2 separate regions of the Sus scrofa genome follow, and region 2 is linked to region 1. The links are chromatin contacts, called in public Hi-C maps. All regions are on one chromosome and are shown on one strand. Each heading gives the region's core, a stretch centred on a gene start, on an enhancer-like site or on the middle of the called end of the contact. The rest is flanking DNA. Distances are from core to core; before and after follow the strand shown.

Evidence for each region. Hi-C and Micro-C count contacts between places; a contact is called where the count stands out from the background.
Region 2: a Hi-C map of embryonic fibroblasts shows a contact between it and region 1, with 2.1 times the contacts expected there. The contact joins two enhancer-like sites. A contact is called at or near these places in 5 of 47 Hi-C or Micro-C datasets (embryonic fibroblasts, heart right ventricle, psoas muscle and 2 more) and 1 of 2 datasets of contacts at active chromatin or transcription factors (skeletal muscle).

The regions. Positions count from the first base shown.
Region 1 is chr15:110,209,895-110,213,869 of Sscrofa11.1, forward strand. No RefSeq gene overlaps it. Among named protein-coding and RNA genes, the nearest start is that of CPO, 47 kb to the left of the region's middle. Within about 2 kb of position 1,412, at least 4 of the 83 cell types and tissues checked have an H3K27ac peak or open chromatin away from gene starts, as enhancers often do. A contact at or near this core is called in embryonic fibroblasts, where this site is marked.
Region 2 is chr15:110,536,182-110,539,825 of Sscrofa11.1, forward strand. No RefSeq gene overlaps it. Among named protein-coding and RNA genes, the nearest start is that of KLF7, 160 kb to the left of the region's middle. Within about 2 kb of position 1,375, at least 38 of the 83 cell types and tissues checked have an H3K27ac peak or open chromatin away from gene starts, as enhancers often do. A contact at or near this core is called in embryonic fibroblasts, where this site is marked.

The sequences.
Region 1 (3,975 bases), core at 162-2,661:
TTTAGTGTGGGTGGTGTCAGTTCAAGGAGCATTATCCATAATCAACTGAGGGAGGCAGGGAGAAAGAGGGTGAGGGGACCTCAAAACAGGCGGAGACTCAACAGAGAGCAGGAGTGGAGACTCCCCCGGGCAGTGGGATGTTCCGACCACCGCCAAAGAATGCTTTATAGGAGGAATGCAGTGGACCATGGATACAATGAAAAAGATCAGGAAGACCTATAAACCTTTATAGTGGGAGGCAGCAGCGTCTTATAAACAAAATAGGTGAAATTAGGTGGATCACGGAGGCCATGCACATTAACTCCCTGCAACCTATGTGAGAGCTGGTGTTCTAGACAGAACACACCAACAGAGCCCTTAGACGTGGCCCAGCCCTGGTAAGACAGCACTTACCAAGCCTGGTGAGAAAAACACATGGTCCATACCCATTCTTGGTACATTTATCTGTGCTGGATCCTTCTGCGTACTTCTTAGACTGTTTATGCATCCTAAAGTGTTTTCCAAAAAAGACTTTTTGTTTGAGTCTCAATCAAAGGCATCGAGCATTTGTCTGATACTCAAATATCTGAATCCATGTAATGCCTATTGACCATCTGGCAGGATTGTTATATCATTAGCCATATTTAAACTTGTAAATATCAGCCAGGAAGACTGAGGAGGTGGTGCCAGGATTATACACATCGCTCACCAAAAATGGTGTCTCTATTTTACAGAAATGGCACAAACCTCACTCAAAGGTGGCAGGTGCAGGAGACAATGCTCTTTCTCCTCCAACACAGAGAGAAGGCTAGAGTGAGATTCACAAGCAAAACTCAGATCACTCAGTTCCAGATGTGTAAGTCTGCAGCTTTTCAATATTTGGATGTTAGAAAGGGTTAAATTTCAGAGGCCAGCACAGGATGATTGGTGGGAAAGCTATTGAGACATGTTGTACAAGAGCATATTACTGACCTAGGTTTCTTTGTGGTTCCTGTTGGTGGTAACATTTGCATTGAGTCAGCTGCCAGATCTGCAATAAGCGTTCTCTTCCGTAGCAGGACTAGGTACAACATCTAACATCATCCGGTCCAAACTCTAATATTTTAGCAGGGGAACTCTGAAAAAAAAATAAAATAAAATAAACAAACGAAAACAAATCTTAGTAAAAGATTATTTGCCCAGGGTTGTTTGATCATAGGCAATAGAAATTAATAAGCTAATCAAAGCATAAGGAAAAGTGCTAGAAAGGTATTAGTGCTTTCATATGACTGGAGGTGATTGGAAGCATGAGGCTGAGATGATGCAAAGTAGCAGGAACTGGAGTGGCAATGGATAAATGCCAACCATTCCTTTTGCCTTTGTAGTCAAAAGTCTGGTCTAGGAGAGAGAGTCTGATGAAACTTGGGTCACACCCTTAGCTGCACCAAGTGGTGAGAGCTTCTGGTAGAAGAAGCCAGGAATCTCTGTGGCTGATGGGCAGGACATTTTGCATACAGTATAAAGGAAGTAATACAGATGCGAATTGGGGTGCTGCTAGGAAGGAGGAACACATGATGAGAAGCAAAATCCATCAAACACACACATTCCCCCCAGATAAAACAGATGAAAATAGTTGAAGAGAGAAAAGGAGGGGACACCAGAACCCCATCCCTAACCTCTTATGCTTTTTTTTTCCCCCTGGGCCTTGCCTGTGGCATATGGAGATTCCCAGGCTAGGGGTTAAATCAGAGCTGTAACTGCTGGGCCTATGCCATAGCCACAGGAACACAGAATCCAAGCCTCGTCTGCAAACTACACCACAGCTCACCGCAACATCGGCTCCTTAACCCACTGAGCAAGGTCAGGGATCAAACCTGAGTCCTCATGGATGCTAGTCAGATTCGTTAACTGATGAGCCACGATGGGAACTCCTAACCTCTTATGGAAGCATCAGAGGCATTTTAGCATTTTACTCATGGCACAGAATGAAACCAATGACTTATCTTCTGGCAATTTCAGATGATTATACTTAATTTATTATGTCCCAAATTTTGAGGGACTGAATTCTATACTACCTTCAGTGTAGAATTCCTAATTATCATAGTTACTTTGTGTCAACTTAATATCAACCTTTAATATTTACTGTTACAGAAATCCCGTTGTGGAACTCATTAGTGCCAACCCAAATCGGTATGAGTTTCCACCTCTGGGCTTTGTGATATAATTGCATTTCTTCCCTTTTTTTGAAGTTAGGTGTTGACCATGTGTTGGCCAAAGAAGTGTGAGTAGAAGGGACCTGTGTCACTTCCAGGCAGAAGTTCCAAGAGCCAGTGCACAATTTGCCACGACCTCTGCCTGCTCCCTCATGATCATGCAAGCATGGGACAGATCAAGCCTCCAGCAGCCCCATCCTTGACTGGTTCAGCAGTTAAGTGATACAGTGGGCCAGTTAAAATCCTTCTCTTGGAGCAAGACATTGGGACAGCAGAGTCCCGTCCAATCCTAGGAACAAGACAGAACAATCCAGAACTCTGGCATGACTGTGATTTCCCCTCTTATGGCCTGGGAAGTAGAGAAGGAAACAGTGAAGCAGATGCAGAGATGAGAGAGGGGAAGAGAGGAGCAGCTGGGGCCAAGAACTCAAAGGACTGACTTCTACTGAGTCTTGCCTGCAGCCCTGAGACCCTCTGTGACACCTTGATGCTCTGTAGTGCATCCTCCCTGTGACATTTGAGTCACTCTGGGTGGGGGAGGGGGTCTGTCACTTGGAAACAGCAAGGTCCTAAATGATTTCAGGCACCTCCTTTTTTTTTGTATTTATTTTTATTATTCAATGAATTTTATTTCATTTACAGTTGTACAGCAATCATCACAACCAAATTTTACAGCAAGTCCATCCCAAACCTTCAGTGCATTCCCCCAACCCCCAGCCTGTCTCATTTGGAAACCATTAAGTTTTTCAAAGTCTGCGAGTCAGTATCTGTTCTACAAAGAAGTTTGTTGTGTCCTTTTTCTGGATTCCACATGTAAGTGATAGTATTTGATGTTAGTGTCTCACCGACTGACTGACTTCACTTAGCATGATAATTTCTAGGTCCAACCATGTTGCTGCAAATGCCTTTATTTCTTTCCTTTTAATGGCTGAGTAATATTCCATTGTGTATATATACCACATCTTCTTTATCCACTCCTCTGTCGATGGACATTTAAGTTGTCTCCATGTCTTGGCTATTGTAGAGAGTGCTGCAGTGAACATTGGAGTACATGTATCTTTTCAGTTCATGGTTTTCTCTGGATGGATGCCCAGGAGTGGATCAGGCTCCTTTTCATTTTCATAACCCATTAGCTCATCAAACCTGCCTGGAACCAAGACCCCTGACTTCCATTTGTTTGTTAGTCTACATTTTGTTTTTTCCTCCTCTACACCAAGTAGCCTCTGTGTTAAGTCAGGTTCTCTAGAACCAGAGCCTGAGACAGAGATCAGATGGTGTAATTTATTGAGATGCTGTTCTTCCAGAAGAAGCTGTAACGAGGCGAGGGCATCAGAGGGAGGGAAAAGAGCTGGGGACAGTGGTCTTGGCCAACACCTACCCTTGGGAGGGGCTCAGGAGACAAACTGCTCTACTGCATTTGCCTCAGCTTGAGGAAGGGGGGCGGGGCTTTGGTACCCAATTAGTCACTGACTGGTTGCTGGGGCAGGAGGGAGACGGGGTTAACTTTCTGAGCAAAGCAATTCCCATCAGCCAACAGCATTTCCCTGTAGGACAGGATGAGTCCAAGCTGTCAGCAGCCACCACTCAGAGCAACTGGGGAAGGCCCCCTGAGCCTGGTGAAAGGGATCTGGGTGGGGCACCGATTGTGTCCATGACAGCCTTCTAATCATTCTAATTATTAAACCCATCCTCCTTGTTCTAGCAGGCTCTTTCACGGGTAGTTCCCATCAGACCCTCCCAGGACACCAAGTACCCCGCCTGAAAAATACCAGCTCTCCTTTTCTACCTTTTGCTGTTATAAGTA
Region 2 (3,644 bases), core at 125-2,624, 330 kb after region 1:
AACTTCCAACTGACATGCAATCGATTGGCAGTTCCAATGACCCCCTCTTTCACTTTGATGAATTTGCTAGAGTGGTTCACAGAACTCGGAGGAAGATTTTACTTACTTAGATTACCAGTTTGTTATAAAAGGCTATAACTCAGAAACAGCCAGATGGAAGTGATGCACAGGGCAAGGTATGAGGAAAGGGTGCGGAATTCCATGGCTTCCATAACCACAACTCCTTGAATCTCCGGGCATCCCATTCCCATCTTTTGAGGGTTTTACGGTGGCATTATTACATAGACGTGAGTAATTAAGTCGTTAGCCATTGGTGATTGAACTTAATCTCCAGCTCTTTTCCCCTCCATGGAGGTGGGGAGTCAGGAGAGAGGGGCTGAAAGTTCTAACCCTCTAAACACACAGTTAATTCCACTGGCAACCAGATTCCATCCTTAGGTGTGGTTCAAAAGTCACCTCACTAATAGAACAAAGTCACCTCTAAAAGGTATGTATGTGTGTGTGTGTGTGTGTGTGTATGACTGGGTCACTATTCTATACAGAATAAATTGGCACAGCATTGTAAATCAACCTTTAATTTAAGAAAAAAAAATTTTTAAAGGCACCTTTATCATTCCCATTGGCTAGAAAATCTAAGGGTTTTATAAAGGAGTTCTGTGTTTACATATGTACCTCTCACACATATGCACACACATAGAGACACACACAAACACATATGCAGATTTTTATGCTGTTGAGATGGGAAAAGCCAAATAAACATTTTTTCCTCTGTTTTTTGACAATTTAGCAAGTATAAGGAAAATGATGTGGCACTAAATTGGGACAAAAGAATTGGAGAGACAGGATCACTAGTGGAGGAGGGTAGAAAATTCACAGAAAGATTTTTTTTTTTTTTTTTTTTTTTTGGCCACAGAATTCCTGCTAAAAGCAGCTAGGAAGCCCCACCACCTGACGTAAGTGAGACCTCCTGGTAATTTCCCTGTAAACTGCCCCCTTCCTCCACCTCGCCCCCAAGAACTTTTACCCTCAGAATCCGGAGGAAGCTGATCTAGGTAAATTCCCAAACACAGGGGGCTGCGTGGTTGATGACCTAAAACCAGATTGGGACAAATTTCCAGGCGGGTTTCCCCTTCCTGCTCTGACAGCCAGGAACGTGAGCTTCGCCAAGAAGAGGGGGAGACTGTGGCCAGGGATTCTTGCTGGTATTTTCCTTTGTCTCTCAGCTTCCTGGGTTTGACATGAAGGAATCTGAGGCTTTCTGTGACCACTCTTGTTGTCTGGGATTCTTTCCTCAAGAGGCGTTCATGAGTTTGTCAGGACTGCCAGGAAAGAGTGTGAGTCACGGCTTCTGAGCAGACAATATTCGGCTTTAGAAATTCCCAGAGATATGACTTGTTTATAGGAAAGGAAACAGAGCTATTCTGAGCTGCCAGGGGAAGAGGAAAGCACTGCTCATTTTTTCAAATGTGTGTTAGAAAGGTCATACAAGCGGCCAGAGTGCCAGTAAGAATCTGGTACAGACACTGATGTTAGCAGTTCATTTGTCCACATGTCGGAGGATATTTTGGGGCTTGGCATTTAAACTGCAAGCCTTCTGACATCTCAGTCCTAAGCCCAGAGGCTTGAGGGGGTATGAGCCGGTGGGGTGGGGGATACAATGAGGGGGGCTGTTTGCCTGGAGGGAGAAGGGCGTATGCACCTTCAGTTGGAGAGAGAAGCATACACACAAAGGCACCATCTGGGACAACCTTCTAACTTCACATTTCTCATTTCTCGAGCAGGCCATTGATTTTTCATTCCCATTGAAGGGGAGGTAAAATTTCCTCTATGCCCCTGTGATCTCCAGCTGATATTGACCAAAGACAGATTGACAGGAGAAAAGAATACATATTTTATTTTCATGTAAATGAAGGTCCTCACAAGACCCAAAGAAGTGACTAGATATAATATACGAGGTTGAACAAAGAGCAGCAGTTGTGGAAAAGTAACTCTAACACAAGGGGTGACTAAAGGAAGACGAGCTTGTCTAATAATGTCTGTTGGTATAGGTTTCGCTCAGCCTCAACAACCTGTCTCTGATGATAAGAATGTTCCTTTCTCCTGGTACAGGGAGGGCACCTTTTACAGGGGAATGTTATCTCCCACTTTTAGGAAGAAAAAGGAATGTCAGAGTGCCTTTCTTGCAATTGCTGTTTTTCAAGTGCCTTTCACGCAAAGTAATTAATATGCCAAAGCATCATATATTGAGGTGGCATGTTCTCGACTCCTTCACTTTATTCCACACTGCCTCTTCTAATGTCTTTTCTTCAGAGTAGTAACAACTGTGATGTCAACTGTCATTACCTTAAAAAAACTCTCCAAAGCCACCAACTTTAGAGAGTGTGCCCAAGGAGAGAAACTCAGGTGGCTGGCTTCAGCACTGGCCCACTTTCTTGTGTACTGAGTTTGGCTCTGATATGTACAAATTCATAAAGTCACCGTTTACACATTTGCCACTGTTAGCACAGCCAGTCAGCAGATCACAGAGATTGATTTCCAAGGAGGGAAAAAAATAATCCACTGAGTGTTCACTGATTCAACAATAATTAACCTATGTGATAATTTCATAAGACACTACATTTGATAAAATCAACACCTTTTCCTAATTACGAAAGTAATATTTAAATAGAAATAGGATGCCCTTCAAATGCGATAAAGGTGGGAGTTCCCGTCATGGCACAGTGGTTAACGAATCCAACTAGAAAGCATGAGGTTGTGGGTTCGATTCCTACCCTTGCTCAGTGGGTTAAGGATCCAGCGTTGCCATGAGCTGTGGTAGGCTGCAAACGCGGCTTGGATCCTGCATTGCTGTGGCTCTGGCATAGCCTGGGAGCCTGCATATGCCGCAGGAGCAGCCCAAGAAATGGCAAAAAAGACCAAAAAAAAAAAAAAAAAAAGTGATAAAGGTGCTCTTGGCTTAAAATAAATAAAGATTATATTTAATGGGTAAATATTTGAAATATTCAAAATCAGAAACAAACACAAAAATTTTCTCTAGTATTACTATCACTTTATATTGTTTGGCTAAGGCAATAAGTCATGAAACAAAAATAACCAATTTTGTGAACTAAGATACTGAAGTACCTGAAAATCACATAAGCATATATCTGGAAAAACCAAGTAAGGCAGCTAAAAGCTTTCTTAATTAATAAAGAGTTATAAAGTGGCTTAGAATAAGATAAATACCTAAAAAGCAATACTACTTCTATATACTTGCCATAACCAAATAGACTATATAATGGAAAAGTCATTCCAAGAGCAACAAAAAAGACCACCAACTCAGTGAGAAATGTATCAAAACTTTTAAAACCTTGATTGAGAGATACAATTTTAATAATTAATAGGAAGAGCTACATTTTCATTAGATGGAAAAATTCAACATAAAGATGTCAAGGCTTCTCAAACTTATTAAAATAATTCTATCCAAAAATACAAGACTTTTCTTGGAACTCATTAGAATTAGCATGGACTAACCACTAAGCTTGGAGCTTATCTTGTAACAAGGGCTCAAAATGCTAAATAGGAAAAATTAGCAAAATATATTCTTAGGGATCAGTCTTGTCAGATATCAGAACATGAGTGTAAAACATCAGTAATTAAAACTG